2 separate regions of the Anas platyrhynchos genome follow, and region 2 is linked to region 1. A link is a contact called in public Hi-C data. All regions are on one chromosome and are shown on one strand. The core of a region is the stretch at or near the end of the contact, and the rest is flanking DNA. Distances in the headings are between cores, read along the strand shown. Region 1 holds the start of COMMD9 (COMM domain containing 9). Region 2 overlaps PRR5L (proline rich 5 like).

Region 1 (5,934 bases), core at 1,469-3,968:
AGGCTCGGTGCAGTGACCACTTCCCTGGGGAGCCTGTTCCAGTGTGCAACCACCCTCTCTGTGAAGAACCCCCTCCTTATGTCAAGCCTAAATTTCCCCTGCCTCGGCTTAACCCCGTTCCCGCGGGTCCTGTCGCTGGTGTTAATGGAGAAAAGGTCTCCTGCCTCTCGACAGATGATCGTTTATTCTTAAACTCAGTTTAAAATCTCAGCTGTGGTGCTTGCTAAGTTTGAGCATCTTTGCAAAGCCTTGGCAAATAACTGCTGGTGGTCAGGTTTGGTATCTATTTAAGGGTATCAGAGGGGGATGAAGAAGCAAAGACTAAACCTGTACTGAATGCTGCAGAAAGAACTGTTCCAACAGGCAACTGCAGCCTGCCTGGATTCTGCATGCCATAAGGTGCTAGTTTCCTCCCTGAGGGCCGATCCCATGTGATCCCAAGCTTTCCTTCTGCTTCCTGGTGCTCAGAGGAATTTGTCTTTATCGGGAAAAGGCTCCTCCTCCCCTCAGAACTCCAGGGGGCACTGCAGAATTGGCTGCCTTGCTCTTGTGTTTGGAAGAAATTCCAGTTTACAGTCCATCAGGACCAGCACTTGGCAGTATTTGCAACAACATAAAATGCATCTGTTTAGTCTTGTATGTTAATTTGCAAAGATTGATTGTTGGCAGCTTGGAGGGACAGGAAGCCATCCACATTTTCAGATTAACACAGAACTATCAGTTGGAGTGTCGGTTCTTTAAAGCACTGCCTTGGCCCCTGTGTAATATGTGTTGGATATTTCATGAATATAACATTAAAATAATCCATCATTTCTTAAAAAAATAAATTACAACAGGGCTAAATCTAATAAATACAAAAACACTTCATCTCGGAGCAAAGCTCCAGGAGCCATACACCCAGCCTTGCTTCTCCTTTGTGCAGACCTAGCTAGTGTGTCGCTGGCATGTCATGCTTGTTCTCATTTCCTCTAAGGCATGATAGTGTTAAGGATACAGGAAAAAGCACTGCGTGTCTTGGCAACGCTAGAACAATGTTTAGACTAAGCAGCTGCTGTATTTACTGTATTAGCATTATGCAATAGTTTCCTCCCCCTCCCTATTTTCTACCATTTATACTATTAAGATTTTTGAGGGACAGTGGTTTTCCGGGTCTTGCTATAGTGTTTACTTCTTGGACATCATCTCCTCTGCAGGCTAAGAGAAAGGCCAAGAGGATCTATGCAGACCTCAGAGTACTCCTGTTATGAATCAGCTCTCATTTCTAAGTGCTACGGCTGAAAAGAAAACCTCTTAAGGGAAAAAACAAACGAGTATAGCTGTGTGGAGCACTTAACTAGGAGGTTACTCACTGACTGATGCTACTGATAACATTTGCACGGCTTAACTACATCACGCTTTAGAAAGGTGAGGAAAAAGCAAGTTATGAGTGTGCCACATCTGGAAGAGAAAGAATGCATAGAAGTGACTGAATGTGCACAGATAAGGCATTCCCCAATACAAACATATGCTTTGCAGCTCATAGTTGTTGGCTATGGACATCATTTAAAGACCTGAATTGGGAGGTCAGAGTGCTTCATATTCAGAAGTTCGGCAAATACTTGCCATGTCCACACTGCATTCTGCCATGTAGCAACAGATCGAGCATTAAGTGAAATCGCTCCCAGACTGGAAACAATTTAGCACAGATCTGAATACAAACTTACTGGCTGCTCCTAAGCTGAATGATGCCCCAAGCATACAGCTTCATCTAAGGCAAAGGGTGCTATCTTTGTGCTGCACCGCACTGAAACACTCTGTGATGCACAGTGCTGAACTCCAAGCTCGCTCAAATGACCTCAGGAGCGTTAATTTTATCAGAACGTGAGACGCTACTTACTCTGACTTGCTTGTGCCTCATTCCTCCAAGCACAGCTGTGAAAAGAAGGGAAAAAATGGTATCAGCACTGGGCTCAGCTCATCGCGGGCGCTGCGATTCAGCCCGCAGCGTGCCCAACACGGCCAGAACCAAAACCCTGCGCTGCCAAGCACCCACGTAGCAAACCAGGCGAACCCACCTGAACTTCCCAACCGAAAGCGGCCGGTAACACTCACACGTTCTCCAGGATTATCTTAGTTAGGAGATTCTTCAGGTTTTGGTGGAAGTCTTCTGGAAAGAGCGCCAGGACATCTTCCGCCCTCGTCAAGCCGCGGTACACGACGTGCCTGGTGAGGCTGTGCAGGGCGGCCACCAGCTGCAGGACAGGCAGACGGGAGAAGGGGGCTCCAGCCCGGACAAGGAGCAGCCCCCAGCCCCCTCCACCCCCGCGGCTCGCCTCCACCTCGCACCCGGGGCCACGGCTCCTACCTGCGCCGCCTCCTCGGGGCTGGCGGCGATGGCGGGGCAGGCGCGCTGCGCCAGCGGGCCGAGCCCGGCGGGCGGGCTGGAGAAGCAGTCCTGGCACAGCTGCCGCACGGCCTCCTTCGACGGCGCCTGCCGGGGAGCAAAGCGGGACGCGCTCAGCCGCCGCCGCCGCCGGGCAGGGAACGGCCCCCGGCAGCGCCGTGGCGGCGGCCCCGCAGCCCGCTCACCTTCAGCAGGCCCCGCAGGGCGGCGAACTCCCCCTCACGCAGCGCCGCCATCTTGGCGCCCTCAGCGGGGGCGGGAGCCGCGCCTCAGCTCCCGCCCCGCCGCCATCTTGTTGGGGCGGGGCAGGGCGGGCACGCCGGGCAGTGTAGTCTTGGTTCTGGTCCTGGTCCTGGTCCTGGCCCTGGCTTTAACGCGGGATAAAAGTGAAAAAAACAAAACAAAACTGAAAGCTGTGAAGTGTTTCAGCCTCAGCTCCCAGTCCGTAAAGCGAGCTGCTGTGACAGTTATCGGGGCTGAAGTGCAGGATAACGTTTTGCACCCAATTAGCGTGCGTCCTGCGTCAAACTTTACAGACCCACACTGCAGTGCCCTTTCTGAAATACCTGACGTGATTTTTATTTTTTTTTTTTTGGTCATTTCTGTCAGTGCAATGAAGAGCGAAACCAGACCCAGAGCTTAAGCCACATGTAGTGCCTTAAACCACCTCACCACAAGGGCAAGGGTGGCACCGAGAGGTCTCTGGCTGCAGGCCACCCGCACGGTGTCTGCTCCTCGCTGAGAGGAAAACTACCTGGCACAGCCATGCTAGGATGATGTTGTGCCGGCCCAGAGCTCGCCTGCTGCCGTGCAGCTCCAAGGAGCAAGAGCGCACGTGGAGGGGACCAGCCTCCGTCCTTCAAGAGCCTGCAGGCATTTGGGCAAAGTCTGCTCTGCAGCATGCACAAGGTAGGATGTGCACCATGTGAGTGGTGCATGGCCCGGGCTGAGGTCAGAGCCTCGGGTACCTGGCAGTGCAGTCGTGACCTGTGTCAACAGTGAGATCGCTGGGGTGAGAGCAAGCCCTAAATTCTCCCTTCTCCCGCTTTTCCCTCTCGGATGTAATCAATTGTTTACTGTCAGTGCAAATCCCTTTGGTGGATGCAGAGTTTAGCAGTAAACATGCTGTTTTCAGCCAGTGGGAACTGGAGGCAAAAGATTTATCATAGCATTGCTGTAATGATATGGACCATTACCTTAGTAAACTGTGTGCATTTTACACTTTATAAAAGATATTCAAATAAATCCTCTTTCCGAGAGAGAAATTGTCTCTTTTTTGTCTTGTATAATTCACAGCACATCTGGTGCCAGAATATCTGTGTAATCTATGGGCTTTCTCATCACCTTTTCTGTCAAAACATCTTCATTTTCATTTGCATTGTTCTCCTGTAGGCAGAATAATGCATGGTAAGAAATGCTAATGGGATGTCATTTGCATTGGGCTCCACAGGTTTGGCAAAGTAAAGGGATTCCTATTACTTTCTCAAGCTGGGAAACCATGAAGAGCAGTAGAATCCAAAGGGAGAGTATTTTATTTTCTAGCATTTTTCGTGAGGAACAGGAAATGAGTCTCGGGGAACAATTCTGGGGGTATGAGTGTACCATCTGTGGCCTCTTCAAATTACTTAGTATGATTGATGAGTTCAGAGAGCTGCAGTATACTCGTGCTGCTTTCTCTAGCTCTGTGTTACCGATCAGGTTAGCCCAGTGCAGGCAGTACATTGTGGAAGGCTGAAGGTCGGCCGTATGGAGTCTTCTGAATGGAGATGCCTTCCTGGCAGAAAAGATGTGCTGCTGAACGTAGGTGGTAGGACTGAGTGGGCAGTGAGCCTTGTGGATGCCATTTGCTTATCCAGGTGGTAGAACTGTGTAGCTCCTTACTCTGATCGGAAAAGGAAAAATAGCTACACGGGTTCAGATTACAGGAACTGTGACATTGTCTGTTCCTTCCCAAGAGGAAGAACCTGGAAGATTTGATGATGGTCCCTCTTCCACTGGTGCCACAGCTGTCATTTCCACCTACACAAATACGGCAGTATCTGCAAGCTACACGTTAGAACAGACCAGAAGGTGAAAGGAAGGAGGTCCTCGTTTTTGTTTGCAAAATTAAAGGTTTGCAAAGTAAGCGATCTACACAATTGCATCGCAAAGGAAAAAATTGTAGCAGTGGTTAGAGGTCAGGATTTAAGAGCCAGGGAACTGGAATCATGTCTTTCTGATTCTGCTTCAGCTTTCACATGAAGCCAGGTAGCTTCATTTTTGTCACCCAAATGACAGAAAGGTAACGTAACTTCTGTGGCACGTGAAGCCCTGCATTAACACATGCGGGCATTTATTAACATCAGCAGTGAAATTAGAGGTTGTGAAAGCATAAACTGGATGAAAGTGGTATAAAAAGGCAGCACTGTGTTACAAGCTCTGGACAAATAAGCCTCAAGGGAAACAAGAGAACTGAATACAGGCTATCACTTAATCTTGTAATTGTATCATTCATCTCTTAAATTCTTCCTGCTTGTTTTGTTTACAAACCCATAAAACCAGCATTTTCTACAACCAGAGGTAAGCAGAATTTTTCTAACTGTTAAAGCTTCTGAAATGCCATCCCCTGCTGAGGAAGACAGTCACCAAGTTTTGGCAGGGCTCTTCTAAAGCAATCATTTTAAAACACTTCCATAAAAGTCAGATTGATTTTGATGCCTAGTTAAGGACTTAAATGTACAGAATAACTTTGTCAGACAAAGAGGTGGAGGGATGCAAAGGGCGGCTGGGGGCGGGGAGCAGAGGGAGTAGATAACTGTTACTGCTGTGAAGAAGGATAGGCAAGGCAAGGGAGAACATTTACCCGTGAGTCACATATTCAGAACAAAGATACTGCCTGCCAGTAAGCACTGCTGGCATCGTGCTGTATTTGTTCTTCAGTCCTCCTCCTATTGTTGTCATTTCCTCGCTGTGGGGACCTTCTAATTATGAGGAAATAACGACAGGTTTGATTTCATATCGAAATCAAAGCACTCCTTGTGTAGCACATGGGTGGTCAGAAGCCAACAGCAGTGCTTAGTTAACATGCCTTATCTGAGGATGAGGAAAGTTTTGTTTCGGTTTGGTTTGGTTTTGTCACCGTTTTTCCTTCCTTTCCTACTGTCTGTAGCTGTCCGCAAGGACCAGGCCTCCAAAGTCAGACTTCCTGAAGCAGCAGAGGGTGAAGGGTGAGGTTGCATCATGTAAGAGAAGCTGGTCCTGTGATCAGTGTGCTTATCACGAAGTTTTTGAGAAACACCAGCTCAGTTATCTGCTCTGCCAGAGGCAATTCTCTCTGAGTGTGAAAAAAAAATCAGTTAAAGCAGCGAGGCAGCGTGGATGACCTTCCTAGGTCTTCTCACAGCCCTTTTTTTCCATGATTTCACATCTGCATCACCCAGTGGGACCCAGCTGAGAGCTCTGAGCCTGCCGATGCTGTTGCTCAGCACTCTGCAGGAATTGGCTTGGCTCTCAGGCTGCTGTTTGTCCGGTCACTAAGCTCCGGAAAACTAAGCTCTGCTTCTGTGTAGGGC
Region 2 (5,934 bases), core at 2,086-4,585, 64 kb after region 1:
CCCCCTCCTGTTCTGTGGCACTTTATAAGCTGCAGCCTTTACTTGGATACACCCGTGGCAGCCCTAAGTTAGCTGAAGACACGCAGCCTGTCTTGTATTATGCCTCAGTAGCACAGGGTGAAGGATGGTCTCATGGCAGAAGGACTTTTCAGGACTCGGATGATCTGTGTCAGCTTTTGTAGCTGTTGGGCAAATAAATAAGATATCTTTTATACAAGTTAACATGGTTAGATTCTTCAGCATTGAGTTGCAGACCTCATCTGAGGCTAGATCTAGACCACAAACCCCCATAAATGTTGAGCAAATTTGTTCGGCTATTTATGGATGCCTGCATGCTGCTGGGATAGTGTGAGGTGTAGCTGCCTGACTCGTGCTGAAGTTCCTAGCCATCCTGGGTTCCTGCCAGCTGCACAAAGCACTAGTGTCATGAAACAAAAATCCACAAGAACTGGCCTTGTAAAGTTTATGTGCCTCAAAATCATTGTGCTTGCTTTGATTTTAGCTCTGATTTATTTGTGTATATTCCCAGGGTGGCCTTTTGCCCTTGCTCCACCCTGTGCTGAGCAGAAGGAAAGAAATAACTTGTGCTTGCATTACAGAGCATTGACAAAGAGCAGCACCTTTCTGCAGATAATCGTGTCGCTTTCAAAGTGCTCCTGTGGTGGTCGTTTCTTTTAGCAACTGCCATTTCTCATCAAATTTCTTTCTTTTCCTCTTTCTCTCTTTCTGTCACCTTTGTGCTTTCTCAGAACGAGTTTATTCTCCCGCTGGGCAGTCAGTAGTGATGGGAATCACATTAGGCTCCTTGCCATACAGTGGCTCTGTAGCAGCTCTTGTGAAACACGCAGTTGGGCCTCAGGTGTGCTTGTGTTCTCTCACTGGAGTCCAAACTGCCATCAGGACTGCAGCCTTCAAGATGCACGGGTATTGGGAAATGTGACTGAAGGAGGTATCTTGTCGTGGCTGCAAACAGACACAAAGCTTCGGCCTTCAAGGCTGCAGTATGTTAAACTTGATATAAACCAAGAGAGGAGTGCAGCAGGAATAGGTGTGCAAGGGAGCAGAGCAGCTCACAGAGGGGATTCGAGGCAGGCAGCCTCCCTCAGCAAAGTCACAAATTACAAAGTCAAGATGGGGTGTGGAGAAGAATGCTGTATCCCCAAACCCAACCCAGATACCAAAGGCAGGCTGCACTCTGCCCACTTTTACCTCTGAGCTCTCTTGTTACCCCTGCATTGGCAGGAGCATCAGGGTGCAGTTGATTCAGTTGTTTTGTGTTCCTTTTGCTGTGCTGTGGTGCTCTCCTGTTACCCACCCTTCTTGCTTCTGCCATGTAAATGAGCCACAACCTGCGTTGTAAGGATGTATGCCGGGTGGATCCAGTCGTCTGAGAAACAATGTTTAAAGTACAAATGGAGAAGAAGATAAAACGTTCACCCTATTTCCCCCACATATTAAACATAATATTATTGCTGATTTGAGGTTGCCTGCAAAAATTCCTGAAAAACTGCATGACAGTTCCCTTTAGAGAGCATCTTCTGTGGCCGTTGGCAAGGTGCACAGCGGTCCCTGAGAGGTGAGATGACTTCCTTTCCTCTAGAAGCCCACGGGAACCCGAGAATTAATGTTTGAGTTTTCTGCCAGCTCCTTTGCCTTCTGCACCACGATGTGGTTGTGGCTGAACTTCAGTCCCGGAGCATAGCTCTGGGCAGTGAGGTTTGGGTACGTTAACCTGAGATGCTTTTCTCTCCAGAGGACTACTCTGAGGACGATTTTGAATGAGAAAGCTCCTAGGACAAGATCAGAGTGCGTTATGTCAGCGCTCAGCTGCTTTGTGCTGCTTTTCCTTTCAGACTTTGTCTACCTGGATGGAGTTCTGTGCCTTACAGCTCTTGTGGTGACTTGGTACGATGCATACATAGCGTTACAGAGGTGAGGCAGTGCCCCACTGCGTAATGAGATAAGAGAGAGATAAAGGACAGGTGGCTCGCAGAAAACAAAGCTGGAAGGTGTCGCACATTCTGATGCTTCTCGGCCATCGGTTCGTAGCTGGAGGTTGTGCAAGAGCTGCAGGCTGTTTGAAATTTTACAGGGAACTGTGATTGCTCTATCAAGCAATTAAAGGGGGGAAAGTAAAGCAGTAAATGTATATTCAGAGCTTAGCTTAATTTTTATCTGGCTCTCATCATAAAGGATTTTACCTTTGTTGCACAAAAATCACCGGTGAAAGGCATTGCTTAATGCCTTTGCTGTTGTGGGGAGAAAATACCACACGTGGATGCATGTTCACCCTGATTCATGGGTGGTTTTGCAAGCTCAGCTGCAGTGTGCCTCCTCTGCCCTTGCGGTGTATCTGGGTTACGGTGGTTACTTCAGCCTCACGGAGCTCAGGGCCTTTGCTTTATTTTGCACACAGCAGGCAGCACAGCGCGCCTGTTCCCGTGCTGCTATAGGTTTTGGGGGGAAGAGTGCAAACTGCTGCAGTAGGTGATGGCGCAAGGGACACTTGTTGACCATTTTGCCACAGAAGCAGAGATGTAGCAGCAGAGGATGTCAGGACCAATTTTCCAGCGTACGTGCCCGCAGGGTAGCCAGGCTGGGCAGGAGTAATTAAATGTTATTGCTTCCTTCTCTGTGCTCGCTCTCAGTGGACTTTAATCTCTCAGGTTATCGGGCTCGGCTGTTTCAGCAGCACTAAAAGTTTACACACAAGCTGGCATTTTTTTTCTCACGGGAATATTTTTATTTATTAGGTGAACATCAGGCCATGGCCATGATTTTTCTTTTCCCTGTGTATCCCAGCTTTTTGGGGAAGTGCTGCAAGTTGTCTCTGTTTAAATGAAGCATGTTTTCCTATTTAAATGTGCTGTTTAGGAACAGAGAAGAGCAAAGATTTTGCCTTTGCCTGCAAAACCTTCAGTGATGGAGTCCGGAGAATGGGCAGCTTGGTGCATGGCTCAGTTCAGCTGAATCTCCTCAGGCCTCTCTCGCTAGCCAAGAAACCTCTGCGCAGCTGAAGGCAAGGCAGGACAGGCAGAATGGAAATGTTCATTTGTGGAATGGGGCATTGTGATGAACACAACTTTAGGAAGCTACTGGCCTCCCTTTAGCCTCTCAGCCCCAGAGCTGAGCAGGTCTGGGTCTGGCAGTGCCGGTGCTCAAAACCTCGTCTGTTCATTCTCTGAAGTGCAGCATGAACCAAACCATCCTAATGAGCACGGCTGAGAGCAGCAGGGTGAAGCTTTGTCATCGCCTGGCTGCTGCCAGTGGTGGGGTTTTGGCTGCTCAGCCATTCCTCCCTGTAACAATCCCAAGTTTGTTTTCTGCCTTTCTCACTGATGCAAGCTTCCAAAACTGTTTCATAACCTTCCGCGATGAGTGCTCTGCTTTGAATTTTGTTACTGTCTCTTACGCTTTGCGGTCTTGGGGGAAGTATTGTACGTAGTCTGCAAGGCTTCTGACTTCAGGAAACGAGACCCTGTGCTTCAAGGAAGTTGGTGAGATGCACACGCAGGCTGGGAATAGCTTTGTCAGCTGCCCTGGGGGCAGGTCATGGGGTGTTCAACACCACACGGCGATGCTGCGTGGCGGTGGCAGACAGGAGGTGAGAAGTGATGCTGTCTGATTAAACCTGCCAGGGGACCCAAGGCAAAAACCCAGATGCCAGCTTTTCTTAAAATTTTCAGTGTCAGAACTGAAACAGCGCTCATGAAGCGGGGCTGGGGACCATGCCTGGGGCTCAAGTTTTAAACCAAGAGACTCATTTGTCCCCCTGAATGGTCTGTCCCCCCTCCAGGCTGTTGTGCTGTGCACTGTCAGGTGTTTTCAGTGTCTAGCCCCAAATGCAGGCGTGTTTCAGAAGTGGATGAAATATTCTTTTCCTTGTGTGATCTTTAAAAAAATGCAGTGGGATCTGCAGCAATTTTTTTTTTTTTTTAAATTGCAGTGGGGGGCATTTCCTTACTGCAGGAGAGGCAGCCCTCCTTCCCAACTCCCTGGCAGGATGCCCTGCAGAGCATCTGAGCAGTGGCACCAGGATGGCAAACTCAGCGTGGCTGCAAGCTGAGCGCTCTCCGTTCCCTGCGGCCAGCCCCGCAGCTCAGACAAGGCTTTGCCCGAGCCCTGCTGATGGTTCCTGCTTCCTTCTTCTCTTCCAGAGCGGCGCTACTCCAGGTCCCGTCCCAAGGCTGGCGCGCTGAGCTATTCGTCTCACCTGGTGACGAGTCGGCAGCCCAGCGAGATGGCCCTGACGCCGCTGACAGAGCAGGAGGGGGAGGCTTACCTGGAGAAATGCGGCAGCATCCGGCGCCACACCGTCGCCAACGCTCACTCGGATATTCAGCTCCTGGCGATGGCCTCCATGATGCACACGGGGATGGTGATCGAGGAGTCAGACAGCAGCGACAAATGCCTCCTCCTGCAGCCTAGCTTCAGCCACAGGCAGTGCTCCAGCGAGCCCAGTATTGCTGACGGGCCTGAGGCGGTCATGGCCGCAGGGAGGCAGGACTCTGCAGAGCTGAACTGCACCTCGGTCAGCTAGAAGTCTGGCTGAGGAGAGGAGGACTGCGTGCACTAAGCTGGACAAACAGTCTTGTCCCTGCTGGGGAAAGAGGAAAACTTGTGTTTGCTCCTGTCATTGAAACGGCCTCGTGGGACCTAATGTCTGTTTGGGAATGCTCGATTTGTTTTTCTTTCCTGTCTGTGATCGTTGTTGACAGAGGTACCAGCCTGCTCCCGAACGAGCACTGAGGGCTGCAAAGCTGAGCATTGCAGCCTACTTTATATAAGCTTTTGTTCTGTACTAGCCCAAACCTCCTGAGCTCAGGTTTCCTTCTGTTTCCCTGGTATGATATAAGTTAGCCCCTTTCTGCTTTTCTCTGTCTTTCCTGGTTTCATGCTACCTGTTTGCTCTTTGCTCCTGCAGTAGAAAGCCCCATGCTGAATGCTCTGGCTGCTTCTGGCACTGGAGTGGGAATGGCTGAGGACTGCATTTTTTTTTTTAAGTTGATCTCAGGGGTGAAACAACTTGTGTCTTGCAGTAAGGTCTGCTCAGACGGCTTTTGAGAGAAGGAGATCCTTTGCTTGCCTCCCATGGGCATGGGTTTCAAGTCCAAATCTGAAGAAACCAGATTTTTTCCCCCCGTACCTGAACAGAAGTGAATATACGTGGCATCTCAGACGAGCACTTCAAATGTATTTTTAGTTCCAGTAATGTCTTTGGGGGGTGCTGGTGTAAATTGGATGCAAAGGAGGGAGGTGTAAATTAGGGACAAAATACAGTCCTGAGCATCCTGGCACTTGGCATTAATTTTCTCTCCAAATTTTGGCAGTGGTAGGGCTGCAATGAAAGGAAAAACCTAAACGGATCCCTTCAGAAAGGCAGTGCTCAGCAGTGTCTGCACTCCTGGTGTGGGAGAGAACTGAAGGCTCTCCAGGCTGGGCCGTCCCGGTTCCAGCCCAGAAGGTGACGTGCAGGATTTCATCCTTGGCTGCGCTGCTGCTCCCGCCACGTGCAGATTTGGTGAGACCGAAGACAACCAGCGGGGTGCAGAGAGGAGCCCGTCTCTGTAGGCCATTCGTGAAGTGCTTCTGACCTCCAGTGGTGTCTGGCTCAGTGCAGCCTGTCTCTGAAGGTAAAGCGAGGGCTGTTTGCAGCCTTTGTTTCTGGTTTTGTTCTGAGGATCAGGAGTGGGTCCAGCTTGGCAGTGTCTGTGTGTGCCAGGCGCTGCAGCCCGCAGTGCCTGCTGTGTAGCCCCACTCGGCGCTCACACGCTGCTTCTGTGGGAACAGACCCGATCTGTTCGAGCAGTCCCCCAGGATGCTCTGCTGATGTCTTGCTAAGCAGATCTGCAAGTGTAATTACGGGCTTAGAGGTGAACTGAAACGCTGCCTTAAACGTCAAATCCCATTAAAAAATATGGACATAACACCAGT

Evidence for each region. Hi-C and Micro-C count contacts between places; a contact is called where the count stands out from the background.
Region 2: a contact with region 1 is called in a Hi-C map of subcutaneous adipose tissue, with 1.7 times the contacts expected there. The contact joins the enhancer-like site here to the promoter of COMMD9 in region 1. A contact is called at or near these places in 2 of 8 Hi-C or Micro-C datasets (liver and subcutaneous adipose tissue).

The regions. Positions count from the first base shown.
Region 1 is chr5:49,761,359-49,767,292 of IASCAAS_PekinDuck_T2T, forward strand. It overlaps COMMD9 (COMM domain containing 9), which reads right to left and starts at 2,719. Exons shown (of 6, transcript XM_027458516.3): 1 at 2,569-2,719; 2 at 2,345-2,470; 3 at 2,092-2,231; 4 at 1,877-1,911. The coding sequence starts at 2,619. PRR5L (proline rich 5 like) reads left to right here and starts at 2,672. Exons shown (of 20, transcript XM_038179131.2): 1 at 2,672-3,292.
Region 2 is chr5:49,824,741-49,830,674 of IASCAAS_PekinDuck_T2T, forward strand. PRR5L (proline rich 5 like) reads left to right here. Exons shown (of 20, transcript XM_038179131.2): 20 at 4,158-5,934. The coding sequence ends at 4,540. Among named protein-coding and RNA genes, the nearest start is that of TRAF6, 26 kb to the right of the region's middle. Within about 2 kb of position 3,336, at least 2 of the 8 cell types and tissues checked have an H3K27ac peak or open chromatin away from gene starts, as enhancers often do. A contact at or near this core is called in subcutaneous adipose tissue, where this site is marked.